Regions from separate parts of the Sus scrofa genome. Here region 2 is linked to region 1. A link is a contact called in public Hi-C data. All regions are on one chromosome and are shown on one strand. Each heading gives the region's core, a stretch centred on a gene start, on an enhancer-like site or on the middle of the called end of the contact. The rest is flanking DNA. Distances are from core to core; before and after follow the strand shown. Region 1 holds the start of SYT17 (synaptotagmin-17). Region 2 holds the start of ARL6IP1 (ADP ribosylation factor like GTPase 6 interacting protein 1).

What was found. A called contact is a pair of places that touch in the nucleus more often than the background predicts.
Region 2: a Hi-C map of skeletal muscle shows a contact between it and region 1, with 3 times the contacts expected there. The contact joins the promoter of ARL6IP1 here to the promoter of SYT17 in region 1. A contact is called at or near these places in 3 of 47 Hi-C or Micro-C datasets (epiblast stem cells, heart right ventricle and skeletal muscle).

The regions. Positions count from the first base shown.
Region 1 is chr3:26,442,883-26,450,705 of Sscrofa11.1, forward strand. It overlaps SYT17 (synaptotagmin-17), which reads left to right and starts at 4,421. Exons shown (of 12, transcript XM_021086545.1): 1 at 4,421-4,853. The coding sequence starts at 4,839.
Region 2 is chr3:26,757,489-26,765,311 of Sscrofa11.1, forward strand. It overlaps ARL6IP1 (ADP ribosylation factor like GTPase 6 interacting protein 1), which reads left to right and starts at 3,157. Exons shown (of 6, transcript NM_001244213.1): 1 at 3,157-3,271; 2 at 6,046-6,179; 3 at 7,094-7,213. The coding sequence starts at 3,236. It overlaps SMG1 (serine/threonine-protein kinase SMG1), which reads left to right. Exons shown (of 63, transcript XM_021086548.1): 63 at 1-780.

The DNA of each region.
Region 1 (7,823 bases), core at 3,171-5,670:
TTGTTTGTTTGTTTTGTTTTTTCTTTTTAGGACTGCAGGTGTGGCATATGGAGGTTCCCAGGCTAGGGGTCCAATTGGGCTTGTAGCTGCTGGCCTAACCACAGCAACACGGGATCCGAGTCAAGTCTGAGACCTATACCATAGCTCAAAGCAATGCCGGATCCTTAACTCACTGAGCGAGGCCAGGGATGGAACCCGCAACCTCAAGGTTCCTAGTCGGATTCTTTTCTGCTGCGCTACGAAGGGAACGCCCTACCTTTTTAAGGGATCCTGAAGAGAAACCATTATTATGAGACTGGGAGTCTGTGTCTGCCATCTGGGTCTCTGAGGGGAGAAGGGGAGAGGCCAGGTTCCTTTTAGTTTTTATTTTTTTATTTTTTGCTTTTTAGGGCCGCCCCCTTGGCATGTGGAGGTTCCCAGGCTAGGGGTCAAATAGGAGCTATATCCACTAGCCTACACCACGGCCACCGCAACACCAGATCCGGGCTATGACCAAGACCTACACCACAGCTCTCAGCAACCCTGGGTCCCGACCACAGAGCGAGGCCAGGGATGGAACCCAGATCCTCAGGGACACTAGTCAGATTCGTTTCCACTGAGCCACAATGGGAATTCCCGGGTTCCTTTTAGATGCTGTAGACTGAGATGAGCCCAGGAGGGCCACCAGGAGGTGACTGAAGCCTCAATTCCTCTCTTTCAACTCTGAGTGCCTTTTTGTGTTAGGAGGGGCCACATTCTGGAACCATCCAACCTGCGTATTGGGCATCTCCATCTGAGTGTTCCACTGCCATGTCTTTTCTCTCTCTCTTTTTTTTTTTAATTAAAAAAAAATTTTTTTTAGGGTCGCTCCCACAGCATATGGAAGTTTTCGGCCTGGGGTCATATCGAAGTTGCAGCTGCCGGCCTATGCCACAGGTACAGCAATGCCAGATCTGAGTTTCGTCTGTGACCTACACCACAGCTCACAGTAATGCCAGATCCTTAACCCACTGAGCAAGGCCAGGGATCAAACCCACATCCTCATGGATCCTAGTCAGATTCCTTACCACTGAGCCACGGCAGGAGCGCCCAGGAATCTCATTCTTAGAGAAATGCTCCCTGCTGCCTTCCCCACCCCCCAGCCCCGTCCTTGTGGGGCATGTCTGGTCGTCCGGTCCAGGCTGACTCAAGCAAAGCGCTGGGTCCTCGGGACATAGTGCTTAGTCCAGAGGTAGGCACATGACCTCATCGGGACCAATTAGAATTGTTCCCTAGGATGTCATACAAAGTTTCTTTTCCATTTGGAGGGTCAACGTTTAAACTATAAGCTCAAGACACGAGTGGCCATTTTTCTGCCACATGAAGCAAACCTACTTCAGGGGGGAAGAATCCAGTGTTCAGAGGGAAAAGCCGTGAAGGAGAGAGAGATGCGGAAAGAGTCCTCAGGACTTCATTGCATCCCTAAATCCAGCCACGACTATGGAATTCGCCCTTGGTCTTGCAGGTGAATGAGCCCGTCGGCTCTTTTCTGCTCACTGGATGGAACTGACTTTTTTTTAGGAGCCCTAGACAATACATGTCGGAGGGTTCCCAAACACAGAACCCCATCTCCTCCCGCAGCAACCCTGCCCTCAGCCAGCCTCCCCTGTCATCACTGCTTATTCAGGTCCAGCCATGGAGTCATTGCCTTGACCTTGGTTCAGTCTCACATCTCTTCTTACCTGGACTGCTGCAGCATCCTCCCTGCTTCAGGCTTGTCTGCTCCCCACCCAAAGGCAGACAGACAGATACACAGACACACAGACACACAGACACACACACACACACACATCAAAATCTTTCTCAGCCTGACCTGCTTTTCTATGGGGTAACCAAGGAAACTGGGGGGGCATTCGGCCCCTCCTACCTGTTAAACCTCACCTGGCACCACCCTCTCCTAGACACCTACCTGGAGTTCCCACTCTCAGCTCTAAGCTAATGCGCATGCTCCCTCCAGGGGTTCTTAACCCTTTCTCTTCCATGGACCTTCTACTAGTCTGTGGAAGCCTCTAGACCCCACCTCAGAATAATATCTTTTCTTTTTCTTTTTTTGCTTATTGCTTTTTGGGGGCAGCTCCTGTGGCATATGGAGGTTCCCAGGCTAGGGGTTGAATCGGAGCTATTGCTGCCAGCCTATACCACAGCCACAGCAACACCAGATCCAAGCCGCATCTGCAACCTACACCACAGCTCACAGCAATGCCGGATCCTTAACCCACAGAGCGAGGCTAGGGATCGAACCTGCGTCCTCGTGGATACTAGTTGGCTTCGTTTCCACTGTGCACTGATGGGAACTCCAGAATAATGTCTTTGCAATCATACAGTAGGATACATAGAATTATAATGAAGTTCTAATAGATTGATACACATTATCGAAAACACTAAAAGCAATTTAAATTTAAATATGGTAATAACATATATACTTCTTCCTTAATACATTAAATAGAAAATTTAGTGGGCGGAGCCTAATGTGCAATTTTCAAGCAGTAAAGCGCGTAAATGAAATGTCAAGCTATATGCAGCAACTGTAATGCGATGGGAATACACATATGATTTCTCTTGGTGACCAAGTCCCAGATAAGTGAGCATGGAGATGTAACTTTACGATTTCTAAGACCGTGCTCTCCCCCCCACCCCATGAAGCACCACTGGGTCTAGAAGAATCTTCTCCTTATCTTCAGTTCTTTGGAAAGGTCACCCCTCAAGAAGCCTTCTCTGAGCCTCACGGGAGAAGTGTAGTTGATTTAAAATGTCGTGATTTCCACTGTACAACAAAGTGATCTGGTTTTACATGGACACACACCCATTCTCTTTCAGACTCTTTTCCCACATGGATTGTCACAGAATATCGATCGGATAGAGTTCCCTGTGCTATACAGGAGGTCCCTGTTGGCTGGTCATTCCATATACCTCAGGGTCCACATGCCAGTCCCCAAACCCCTGTCCACCCCCCCCAACCTGTCCCCTTTGGTCGCCACAAGTTTGTTTTCAAAGTCTGTGAGTCTGTTTCTGTGGTGCAAATAAGTTCATTTGTATCCTTTTTTTCCTCCACATACAGGTGATATCATAGGATGTCTGTCTTTCATTGTCTAACTCCACTTAGTATGGTAATCTCTTGGCCCATCCATGTGGCTGTACAAGGCATTATTTCATTCTTTTTTATGGTGGAGCAGAATTTCACTGGGTGTGTCTCACATCTTCTTGATCCATTCCTCTGGTGATGGCCCTTATACGTTGGTTCCATGTCTTGGCTACTGCGAATAGGGCTGCAAATGAACACTGAGGTCCATGTGTCTTTTTAAAGTATGGTTTTCTCCAGCGCGATGCCAAAAACATTTACTGAGTGCCCATGCTGGTCAGGCACCTACCTGGAGATACAGAAGGGAGGAAGGTGGAGGACAAAATGAAGTAACGCCTGTGAAGGACTGAGCACATGCCTGCGAAATCATAACTGCTCACATGTGTTACATGCCACGCGCTACAAATGAAATATTGTATCACACTTAGAAATGTATATGTATGCTAGATATTTACACAAAATGTTTATACGGATGTATGGTACATCTTTCGTGTATGACTTTCACATTCATTTCCCCTTTCACGCCCACAAAACAGCCCCGGAGGATGGGCAGGGCAGAGGTTTTATGCATTTTTTACTGATGAAAAGACAAGCGCTGGAGGTTAAAAGGTTGGCAAACTGGTGACTGGCAACTGGCGATACCACAGCGTTTTAAAAAGAGAACCGGCGCAGGGCAAGGTTCCATCCCACATCCCTCAGTGGATAGCCAGCCCCAACTCTGTGGTCTTGGGGTGCGAGGACCGGTTCGGGGGCAGGCCTCCAGGCCCCGGGACGATCCAGCCACGCGGGCGGGCAGCCAGGATGGCAATCGGGTGGACACGCCCCGGGGGCGCACGCTCTCCGACGCGGAGCTTCGAGCGGGCAGAGACGCGCAGTACGCGGGGCGCGACGCTGGGTGGCGCTGCTGGGCCGCCCCGCGCCAGACCTGTTGCGCCCTGGGCGCAAGTCGGGCAGATAGATTTAGGGTAAAGGGACGCTCCGATCTTGCCGCGCGCCCCTGCCGCCGGGCTGCGGCACCTCTCTGGGGGCGCCCTAGGCCCCACGTTATCTTGAGGTTCCCATTCGTTTAGAACTGCCTCACCGCAGCAGTTCTAGGCGCGTCGGGTGGGGCGGGAATAAAGTTTTTCCAACCTGGTCTGGGAGAGGGCTGGTTGGGGAGGACCCTCCCAGCTCTAGACTCCACGGCGGGCTGGACCGTGCCCTTTCAGCTTCACGGCTGCCCCGGGGGCCCTGCTCTCGGTAGGTGCCAGCCCCGGTGCCGACCGGATGGACTGACCTGCGCACCGCCCCCTCCCACCCTCTTCCCCATCCCGGTCCCCTCCCCCGCCTCTGGCGCGCACGGGCCCCAGCGTCTCCGGCCCCGCCTGCGCCGGGGTCGCTGCAGTCCCCGCGGCTGCCCCGGGCTCCCTCCTCAGGCGCTCCGGCCTTAATCCAGCCTGGGCAGCGCCTCGGGGGGAGTGCGGGACCGCGAGGGAGGCCGAGGCGGGGACCCTGGGCGCCCGAGCTTTCCCAACCTGGGAGGCGGCCCCGACTCCAGGAGCCAGAACGCAGGGGAAGGCAAGGACGGGGCGGCCGGCAGAGGGGCGGGCGCCGCTCATCAGCCACGCCAGTCACGTCTGGGGCCACCCGGCTGCCTTTTTCTTCTTCTTCCCCTTTGCTTTCTCCCCTCTCCCCGGTTGGCGAGGGCAAAGTGGCCGTGGCGGCGCCATGCCCGGGCCGGAGTGAGTGCGCGCGGGCGAAAATGGCGTACATCCAGGTAGGGCTGAGGCCGGGGGGCCAGGTCCGCGGTGTGGGTGGGGGGGTGCCGCGCCCCCTCCGGCTGTGAGCGCGTGGAAGGGAGGGCACACGGCTGGGCTGCCACAAACTTGCCTGGAGAAAAAGGGTGCCCGAGCGCGGGCAACCTGTGTAGCAGCGGGGGTGCGCCCCAGGAGAAGAGGCTGGGGACCCCCACACCCCGGCGCGAAGGGCCCCAAGTGGACTCGGCACGCGCGCCCTCGCCTCCTGGGTTGGGAATGGGGGGGTGGGGCGGACTTTACCCCCCTTCCCCCATCCCTCCCCTGGCGCACCCCACCCCAGGGGAGGGGCCGCGGGGAGGGCGGCCCGGGGCGCGCCAGCCACCCGGCCCGCCAGCTGCCGTTGCCTTGGTGACGGCTCCGGCTAATTGGCCGGCGGAGCGAGCCTGAGGCAGCTGTTCCGGCCAGGAGGGACGAGGACGTCGTCTCTCCCGGTCACTGGGTGCTGAGGGGTGGGGACACAGCAGAGGCACGCTGGTTGTGTTGGGGGGGGCAGCCGATTACTTTAGGCCGTTGCCTTGGGGTCTTGGGAGTTGTGGATCCCCATCATCTGGGGGACACCCCCCAAGCATCCTTAGGCAGAAATAATTTCCAAGTGCCCCTTTTGGGGGGCTGCGGACTAAGAGACCTTTTGCCTCAATACAAGGGGGGAAGTGGCGACGTGTCAGCGCCAAGGTCACCGCTGTCAGACCCGCTGGAGCTGCTTGCTTCTGAGATTGGGTCCTCTACGCCTGGCAGAGAAACCTACAGGCTCCCACATTCAAGGTCCATCTGGACTCTCTTCGCCCCTTGGTTACAGCTGGGGGGCTGCTGGTCCCCTCCTTCCTCTTTGGCCCACATCTCCCCTCATCTTGTCCTTAGACTTTTCCAGCTGCCAGGAACTCTGTCCTCTGCCACCTGGCTCTGGCCTCCCCATCCCTCTCCTGGCTTAGATTCGCTCCACGGACTTACCTTTCACCGAATCCCTAGGTCATCTTTTCAAGTTTAGCGAAGGTCACATATACTGTTCACCTACTGTGTGGCTGTTGTTGGGAGGGATGACTATTCAACAGTGGCTCAGCAAACACTTGGGTGACCACACACAGCCAGGAAACAGCACGGTCCCTGTCCCTCTGAAGGCATAATCCAATGAGAGATGAACCCTGTTAGAACTGCTGTCTGTGAGTTCCCTTGTGGCTCAGAGGGTTAAGGATCTGGCATTGTCACTTCTGAGGCACGGGTTGCTGCTGTGGTGGGGGTTCGATTTCTGGCCTGGCAACTTCCACAGGCTGTGGATGTGGCCAAAAAGAAAAAGAAAAAAAAAAAAAAAGAACAGGCTTCAGCACAGAGAAGTGAAATGCTTTGCCCAAGGCCACACAGGTGCTTAGGGGACATGGAAGCGAAAAGGGGAGATGGCGGGGATCAGGGGGGCATTTGTTACGCAGCTGATATGAGGATGGCCCGATGATGTTGACTTTTCTTCTAGAACAAGGTGTTAACTTTTTCTGTAAAAGACCAGGTAGTAAATACATTTTTTTCTTTGAGGGCTGCATGGTCTGTGTCATTCCTATTTACTTCTTGACCGTGGCCCTAAACAGTTTCATAGACAATAGTCAATGAATGGACATGGCTGTGTTTAAATAAAACTTTATTTGTGGACACTGAAGTTGAATTATGTATATTTTGTCTGATTCGCAAAGTATTAATCATCTCTGCTTTTTTTTTTTCTTCAACCATTTAAAGAGGTACAAACCATTCTTAGCTGGAGGGCTGTAGGAAAACAAGCTGCAGGCTGGATTTGACCTGTGAGCCATGGTTTTGCACACATGTTTTAGAATATCTGGGTTCTCCTTCTTTCTCTCTCTCTTTTTTTCCCTGGCTGGAATCAGTTCTCCTCCATTGTGTCAAACACATGAACCGAGTCCCAAAGAGTCTTGGCACGCCTGGGAGTGACGGAGCGTCTTCTCTTTCCTCTTTCTTCATCTTTCTTGGTTTCTCTTTGCTCCCAGACACTCACTTTGCACCTGAGCCTTGAGAAAGCTGCGTGGTTGTTCTTCACTCAGGGGTCCCTGAGGTGGCCTTATCTCTGCTCATCATGCATGGTCTTAAAAGGGGTTCTCTTTTGGTCACCGAATAAGAAATGCCTCCCTGTGAACCTGGATCGTTGTGAAAAAGCATCACTTTATCCTAACCTTTTGCCATAAGCGTTTCAAAGCACTTTCTCGTATAAGCCCCGTGAGGGCCTAGTTTTTTGCTGCTGTGTTCAGTGCTATATCAGCCAGGATGGTCCGTGGTGCCTGATGGGTTCTTATTGGACTTGACAAGCCATCTGGTTCTCATAAGCCACAGAAACGGTGCAGATATGGTGCAGCCGGGCAGCACAAAGCATTTTCCTAGTCGGTGTCCTAGCTTAGCCCTTCCACTAGAGAAGGGAAGTAGTGGAGGCTCAGAGTGGCCCCTGACTTGCCTAAGTCCCCTGATTGGCCATTGGGGAGGCCAGGACTAGTGCTTCTTTACTCAGCTATAGGCTCCCTAATTCCACCCCCCCCCCGCGCGCATCTTTAGGTCTTGCTCTGTGTATGCACTTCCGAGTCTTGCTTTTAGAAGAGCGTGTGATCCCCGAGAGACTTTGTTTACCAAGCTGCAGCAAATCCCTTATCACTTCAAGGATTTTGAGTTTTTTCCATGAGCTGTGTACCACCTGTGCTGTTATTGACTTAATTTTTTTCTATAAATGGATTCGTGCTTCTTTTTAACTTTAAAAAATGTCATGAAATGGCAACTGTATTTCACTACCGTGATAGAAAACCGGGGTCACTTGATATAGACAGAAGGCGACTGGAAAAATAAACACAATGAGAATAATGCCACATTCTTGGATTCTAGCTGGCTAGGCGGTTCTGCGAGGCTCTGAGCTGAGGTCTGCTCAGGATAAAAGGGAAGAGGGGGTGGGA
Region 2 (7,823 bases), core at 1,907-4,406, 310 kb after region 1:
CACTGGGGAAGGAAATTCACTGTTCTAAACCCAGAAGGGTTTGTTGCACTTTTCCTGCTTTTTTAGGCCTGGGTAACAATATCACCATTCTTTACATAAGGGCAAATGGACTTCAATTGAGAGAAGCTTTATAGGTTCAAGGGTTAGTTGTACAACATGAACCATGTAGTCTCTTTCTTTCCAAGGGAATTTGACTGGGCTTACTAAGGAAAAGCTGTTTGTTGTGCTAATGCAAAAGTGCCATACAATTAGAATTAGCTCAGCTTTTGAAGATGGTAAACTTAAGGAACTGAATGTTGTTCTGAAATGCAGAAACTTGCAGAATGTTTTTCTTTCAAAACAGGCTGATTTTTTTTTTCTTTTCCTGACAGTACAAGTTTCAACTCCTGTTTAAAGTTCTTGTGTCAGTTATTTTCTTGTTTAAATTTTCCTTATATTTCCACCTGTAATGTCAGTGGCAACATCATTCACTTGTTTATTTACCCTTTATTCTAAGAGCAAATTGAGTTGAACTGAATCTTCCTTGTTCTAGTAACATTGTATAAATAAAATGGCTTCTCTGTACAAATGGTTTGTAAGGCCTCCTGATGGATATAATTTTGTGATTGTATTTAAGATTAAAAGTTGAATAAAACACACCAGCTTCCTGAAAATATTCATAATGCATTTTTTGGAAAACAAAATACATGCCTACTTTGTGCATATTTGCATTAACATGGCAAAGATTGTATGAAATACCTGTTTTTCAAAAAATAAAGTTTTAAAAGATTTAAGCTCTGATTTATCGAAGTTTCCAGAAAAATTAATTTTGGAATATGAATAATTTTTTAAAAAGCGTTAATCCAGAAGGTTTTTTTTAAAACTTAATTCTCAAATATATTTTACCCTCAGAGTTTAATAGTACTTTTGAATTAGCAGTGGAAATTTTACTTCCATGATTAAGTTCTTAGTATTAAGGCACAATTAAGCTTAATTTTGTAAATCTTTAAATAAGAACTCCTGTGGAATGTTACTCACATTTATGTTCCCTGGTGTATGAAAGCTATGAAGGAAAACGAAATGGCCAACCTGTTTTAATATCTGGAAATAAGATTGCATTTGTTGGATTATGTTAGGAAGATTTATGTTAACTGTTTAGTCATCCAACATGTTTCAAAAGATTCTGTCTTGCCTTTATTGTACAAAATGGGGCAAAAGGCTCCATCCAAGAAAGCCATGCTAAGTGTAGGTGTTTTTTGTTCTTATTAGGGCGACTGGAATTTTAGTTAAAGACCTTCCACCAGTGCTCGGTGTTAAGTTGCTGGTTAGGTCTGGGAACACATTCCTTGAGTAAGAGATACTCTGTGGAGAATCTGTGCTGTTTGAAAGCAGATCCTTCAGTTTTCACCTACTTGAATTGCACAAGCTGCTGTTGAAAGAGAAGTCTCTTCTGAAGTTGTACACAGGGAACTTGGATAAAAACCAGGCGCACTCTGTAGCAAAAGCTGATTTCCCAATGTACAAATGGCAGTTTTTAAACTCTAGTAACTGATGCCCTCTTCTTCGGAAGTGGATGTTACTGTACCTAAAGTACTGTTTTGCATTCAGTACTCTCTATATTCATCACGTGGTTGGTTGCTCGCTGTTTGCGACCTTCTGATTTTCTTTTGAAGAGGTAGGGAAGGGCCTACTCTTCAAACTCCAACTAAAATCTCCCCAAATGGGATATATCAACTGGCTGCATTTTACCTGCATAACCTGTTTTTCTCCCCAACATTTCCCTAAGTGGAACTTTACTGAAGAGTCAGTCCCCTTCCCTTGCAGAGGCTTTTTTTTTTTTTTTAATCTCCCTCCAAGTGTTTATACCTGATCAGATGCTTTATTTTTTTTCACAGTAAAAAAAGAAACTTACATTCTTATATCACAACAGAACAAAGGGTGGAAAAAAATGTATACATGTAAGTGTAACTTGGTCCCCATGCTGTACAGCGGGGAAAAAAAAAACACAATTGGTTAATAGTATAATAAAAAAATGCCACATGAGATACCAAAAAAACCCAAAAACAAACGATGGCATAATATAGAAGACTATAAAAAGTTAAAAGCTATGCTAAGTTTTCCTCAAAAAGACATCTGACCAGGTCAACATTTAGCATATTTCGAGCAATGAAAATGAAAGCATTTTTTAAATACATTTTTGTGAAGTCCTGGAGAGAAAAGATTTCTCAACACAGCTCATCTAGTTTTTGTTTTTGTTTGGCCGCTCCCCTGGCATTCATCTGCTTCTTAAATTCCAATTCATTCCACCCTTATGAGAGAGTTGACATCTTTCCTTAGCATGACCTCTAATGTAAAAAGATCTGTCAAAACAAGTCCCTTTTTGGAGAGGGAGTTCGTAGTTTACCCCACAAAGAATTTCCCCAAACACCCTATATAAACAAGCCGATTTTTTTAAGTCAATGCATTTTTCACAAGTTGTCGAACTACGCCAAGATTTTCTCCTACCCCCATCAAACTAAGGCCTTAAAGGGGAGTAACATTGCGGAAAAAAAATCTACATAAATAGCCCTATTCATTTGTCCGCGAAACCTCACGAGATGGGCACGAGTCATAAATCCAGGCTAAACTGCTCAAGGCTGCGGGAGCAGGGATCAGAAGGCGGGGCCGACGGGGAACAGCTGGGGCGAGGGCCACAGGCTGCTTCTGTTAAGAGGATCCCAGCCGGCCCCCTTAATCACAATGAAGTTAGCGTCACATGACCACCTCTGCCTTCCGCCTGATACTGGGTGGCATATTTCCTCGAGGACTAATTCCGGAGAGTCTCCTTGGCTGCTTTGAGGTCCCCCTGAAAGAGCGTCCGAGAGCTACGGTTCCCACAGGCCCCGGGGATACTGAGGCCACACCAGGCCCCGGGCAGCGGCCGTTCAACCGCTTCTGAAAGGCCTGGGCGGGGCGTCGCACACCTCCTGGGCGCTGATTGGTCATTCAGTGTCCCCGCCTCCTCGGCCCCGGCGTTCTCACTCTCCTTTGACCTCGGTTTCAAGACATGCGCTGGACAGCGGTTGGCCGCCCCGGCTTCAGCTTCATCTTGATTTGCCCAATGAGGAGCGAGCTTCGCGGGGTCTGTCGGGAAAGGCATCCAGCCTATATAAGCGGCTTGCGGGGCGTACCCTGATGCCAGGGTAGCCTTAAGGGGTTCGAGAGAGCTCTTGGTTTTGTGGCGTCTTTCGCTCCTAGAGACGACACCTCAGGGACGATGGCAGAGGGAGATAATCGCAGCACCAATCTGCTGGTGAGTCCTGGCGGCTTCGTCGTGAGGGAAATGCGCTGGGTTTCTGGATATTAGGCTCCATGGGACGGCGCTGCGGCTTCGTTCCTATCACCTGCCGCGGGCCCGGCCTCCTCTCCCGGTGCCCAGGTGCAGGCGACGACTCCTGCCCTTTGGATGTCGTGGGTGAGCCTTGCTTGGCGGTCACTAGTCGTGTCCACGCCTAACATCCCTTGGGGACGGTTCGCGACGGAGCGAGGGCGCGTGATCATTCACCGCGAATAGAGGTTGAGGAGGAAGCGAGAGAAGAGGGGCTGGGACCCGCCTGGGGTGCAGTCACTGGCTGAGGGCCGCGAGTGCCCTGTCGAGTGCTTCGGGGGGCCCAGGCCCCAGCGGTATCCGGGTTTTCCCTCTTTCATCTTAAGCAGGACATCCTTTCGCCCTTTTCCCCAGTATTTGGTCAGGGGTTGAGGGTCAAAGGGTTGCTGCCGATAATTTGTTAGAGCTGGCACAGCTTAACACGGCAGCGAGGCTGCAAACTCACCGCTGGGAACCGAAAGTAAGAGTCCAGCCGGAAGGACTATGGGAGGTCTCGGCGTTAGTCTGTAACTGATAAACCTTTGGGGAAGGGGGAGGGTCACGGGAGGACTTTCGAGTAAGCAGGGGTCTAAAGGAAATGCAGTGAGGTTCTATCACAGGCAGACAATTTTAACCTCACTGAGAATCACGCAGGATCTAGGCAAAAGGGAAGGAAGGATCAGTCCATTTTCTACGTTGCATTTTCCCCAGGGAGAGTGCTAATGAATTAAGTGACTTTGCAGGGCAGTTTTGATTGTGCATGATTTTCGTTTTGCATTGATTTTTAGAAACGTATGACCTCTGCCCCATGACACACACACAGCAAAAACCTCTTCTCTGTGGTAAGCCTAGTTAGCCCCAGCCAGCTTCGTTTTAAGAATTGATTGTAGCACAAAGAAGTTGCCCAAGTTTACACAGCTGTTGAGACAACCGATATGGGCTCTGCTCTGCTGCTCTCTCTGCAGAGCAGTGTGGCTTTAAGGACAGGCCTTTGGCCTTGGATTTGCCAGATTCAGATCTGTTAACCTCTGTGTATCTCAGTGTCCTTATCTATAAAATGAAAATAATAACATCTTCCTTTCAGTTTGTTACGAGAAATGATTAAAATATAAACACAGAAAACATTTAGCAGAGTTTCTGGCACATGATAATCTTTTTTAACTTATTAAACATAGTATATAAAGTCAGAAATATTGAGGTTCCACCTAAGTGATCAGTGTGGCACAGCATTTTTTTTTTTTTTTTTTTTTCTTTTTAGGGCTGCCCCCATGGCCTATGGAGGTTCCCAGGCTAGGCTACACCACAGCCACAGCAACATCAGATCCAAGCCAAGTCTGCAACCTACACCACAGCTCTTAGCAGTGTTGGATCCTAAACCCACTGAGCAAGGCCAGGGATCAAACCTGCGTCCTCACGGATACTAGTCAGATTCGTTTCTGCTGAGCCACGACAGGAACTCCACAGATGTCATCTTCAACAAGGTTAAGCGGCACTGTCTCCTATCATTTGCCTGTCTCCCTATAATAACAGTCATAAGGATACATGGGTTTCTTCCAATTTTTTTTTTTTTCCTCTACCAGAATCAGTTTAAAGGCTTTTTGTCACATTGGCTTCATCCTAGAAGTTTCCTTGCAGGTGATTGTCAGATTTGCAGAGAAATTTAAAGTCTAACCACAATGTCTGCTAAGTGTCAGAAGCATTTTATTGAGGTAAATTGGGCTTACTGTGCCTCATATAATTTGGTGAAAGCACCCGTAGTTTTCCTAATTGTGCAGATGATGCCAACATCTAAATGATTCCATTATACAGAGAGCTGTTTTGGAAACCGCTCTTCAGGAAGAGGCTTTCCTAATGGATTCAGAAGTAGGGGGTTAAGTCAGTGAAATGAAACAACAAATTAGTTGTAACCACCTGAAATGAGCAAACTTAAAGTGATGTAATTTCATTTTCAGAAAGCTGCCACTTAGTAGGACATGACTTTGGGAAAGCAACTTTTTTTTTTTTTTTTTGGCTGTGCCCTCCTGTGTATGGAAGTTCCCGGGCCAGGCCAAGGATTGAACCCACACGACAGCAGCAACCAAAGCCACTGCAGTGACAATGCCTTAACTCGATGCACCACAAGAGAATTTGGAAAGCAACCGTTCTGAGCTCACTTTCTTTTTACTGTAAAATGGATCTAATTATCCTTATTTTATGAGGTTCTATACGGGTTATTATGTACATAAAGAATAGCCCAGTGCTTAGAGTTGGAAGGTGACCATTAAGTGATAATTTTTCCCCCGTAATTTCTGGCTTTGGTATCAAAACTGCAGAGTTTTTTTTAAAGACTAACTTGTTTAAGATAGTGATTTGTGGAAGTTCCCATTGTGGCTCAGTGGTAATGAGTCCAACTAGTATCCATGTGGACGCTGGTTCGATCCCTGGCCTCATTCAGTGGGTTTTGGATCCAGTGTTGCTGTGAGCTGTGGTATAGGTCACAGATGCAGCTCGGATTCCACATTGCTGTGGCTGTGGCCTAGGCCAGTGGCTGCAGCTCTGATTCGACCCCTAGCCTGGGAACCTCCGTATGCCATGACTGTGGTCCTGAAAAGCCAAAAAAACCATAGTGATTTATAAGAGCTCTTTTACATGCTTGGTGCCTTAGAAGAATTTAACTCTCTAGGAGCCACGAAAATATGGAGATTAGTAAAATAATCCCTTTAAATGTTGCTCATATGTAGGCTGCAGAGACTGCAAATCTGGAAGAGCAGCTGCAGGGATGGGGAGAAGTGATGCTGATGGCAGATAAAGTCCTCCGATGGGAAAGAGCCTGGTTTCCACCTGCCATCATGGGCGTGGTTTCTTTGGTGTTTCTGTAAGTGAGATATTAAATTACTGTGGATTGTGCTTGTTACTAATAAAGACTCCAGTTCCATTTATGCAAGTGCCTGAAGTCTTTTGTAATGTATAATCTGTGAAGAATGCCTTTTCTTAGAACCGCAGGCCTGGTTTCCAGAATTTGTAGTACTTTTGTAAGCTCCGTAACCCAATGCAGTGAAATAAATCTAGGTCCTGCTGTACAGCACAGGGAACTATATCCAATCACTTGTGATGGAACATGACAGAAGATAACATGAGGAAAAGAATGTTTTGTATGTATATATGCCTGGGTCACTTTGTTGCACAGCAGAAATTGACGGAACATTGCAAATCAACTATACTTTGAGTAAAAATTTTTTTGAGGGAGTTCCCATTGTGGTGCAGTGGAAATGAATCCAACTAGGAACCATGAGGTTGCAGGTTCGATCCCAGGCCTCACTCAGTGGATTGAGAATCCGGCATTGCCATGAGCTGTGGTGTAGGTCACAGATGCAGCTCGGATCTGGCGTGGCTGTGGCTGTGGTGTAGCCCAGCGGCTACAGCTCCGATTAGATAGACCCCTAGCCTTGGACCTTCCATATGCCATGGGTGTGGCCCTAAAAGGACAAAAGACAACAACAACAACAAAATTTTTTTTTAAATCTATGGCTTAAACTTTGGGCCTTAAGAGCCTTTATGCTCCTAAAAAGTATTGAGTACCCCGAAAAGCTTTTGTCTCTTGATGTTTACATGAACCCTTGCAGCTCTGATGTCATCATGTCATGAAGCTTCCGGAAAACCACTTGTGAGAAAATTAGAATGGAAAGGGCAGATAATCTCTTTGAGAAGCAGAGGTCTGGATGAATAAACATCTTCAGCTAGGAATAATATGTTTTTATAACCTTTCTTTTTTTTTTTTTTTTTAAACAGGACTATCTACTATCTAGATCCATCTGTTCTGTCCGGTGTTTCCTGTTTTGTGATGTTTTTGTGCTTGGCTGACTACCTGGTTCCCATTCTAGCACCTAGAATTTTTGGCTCCAATAAATGGTAGGTGGAACAATGACTTGGCAGTCAAGTTTCTGAGAAGTTACTGAACCTGGTATCTGTGACTAGTATGCTGTAATTAAGCCCAGAGAATTGTCTTCACCGCCAGATACTGGGGGGTAGATTTATTGCTTGAAGTGAGGCTTTTTTAGGTAATGTTTTATCTAGGATTGCAAAACTCATCATGAGCTTTCCATAAAAGTAGTATGTCTACTTTTAGATTTTTTTCCGTTGATATTTAAGATAATATTAATTTTACAAATTACTTTTGAATAAATATGAGAACAGTAATATAGTTTTTTGGAGGTTTTTTTTTTTTGTCCCCCCCCCCCCCGGCCTATTCATTTAGCATCTATTTATTGAATATCTACTTTTATGTTAAGACACACTAACTGCCCTGGGTGCTGTGAAATAGTTTGAGTTTTAGGATCCTTTGTTTCAGGTTGACACAGTGCAGTGGTGGATGGCAAAATACACGCTAAGTGCTTTAGAATAGATTCAGGCTATATATACAAGTGGGTTATTGCTTTCATCTCTGCTCTTCTTTGAAATGGTTACTTATGAGTTCCCAAGATAAAGTTAAATGGCTGCAGATCCTATTATTTTTACCTTC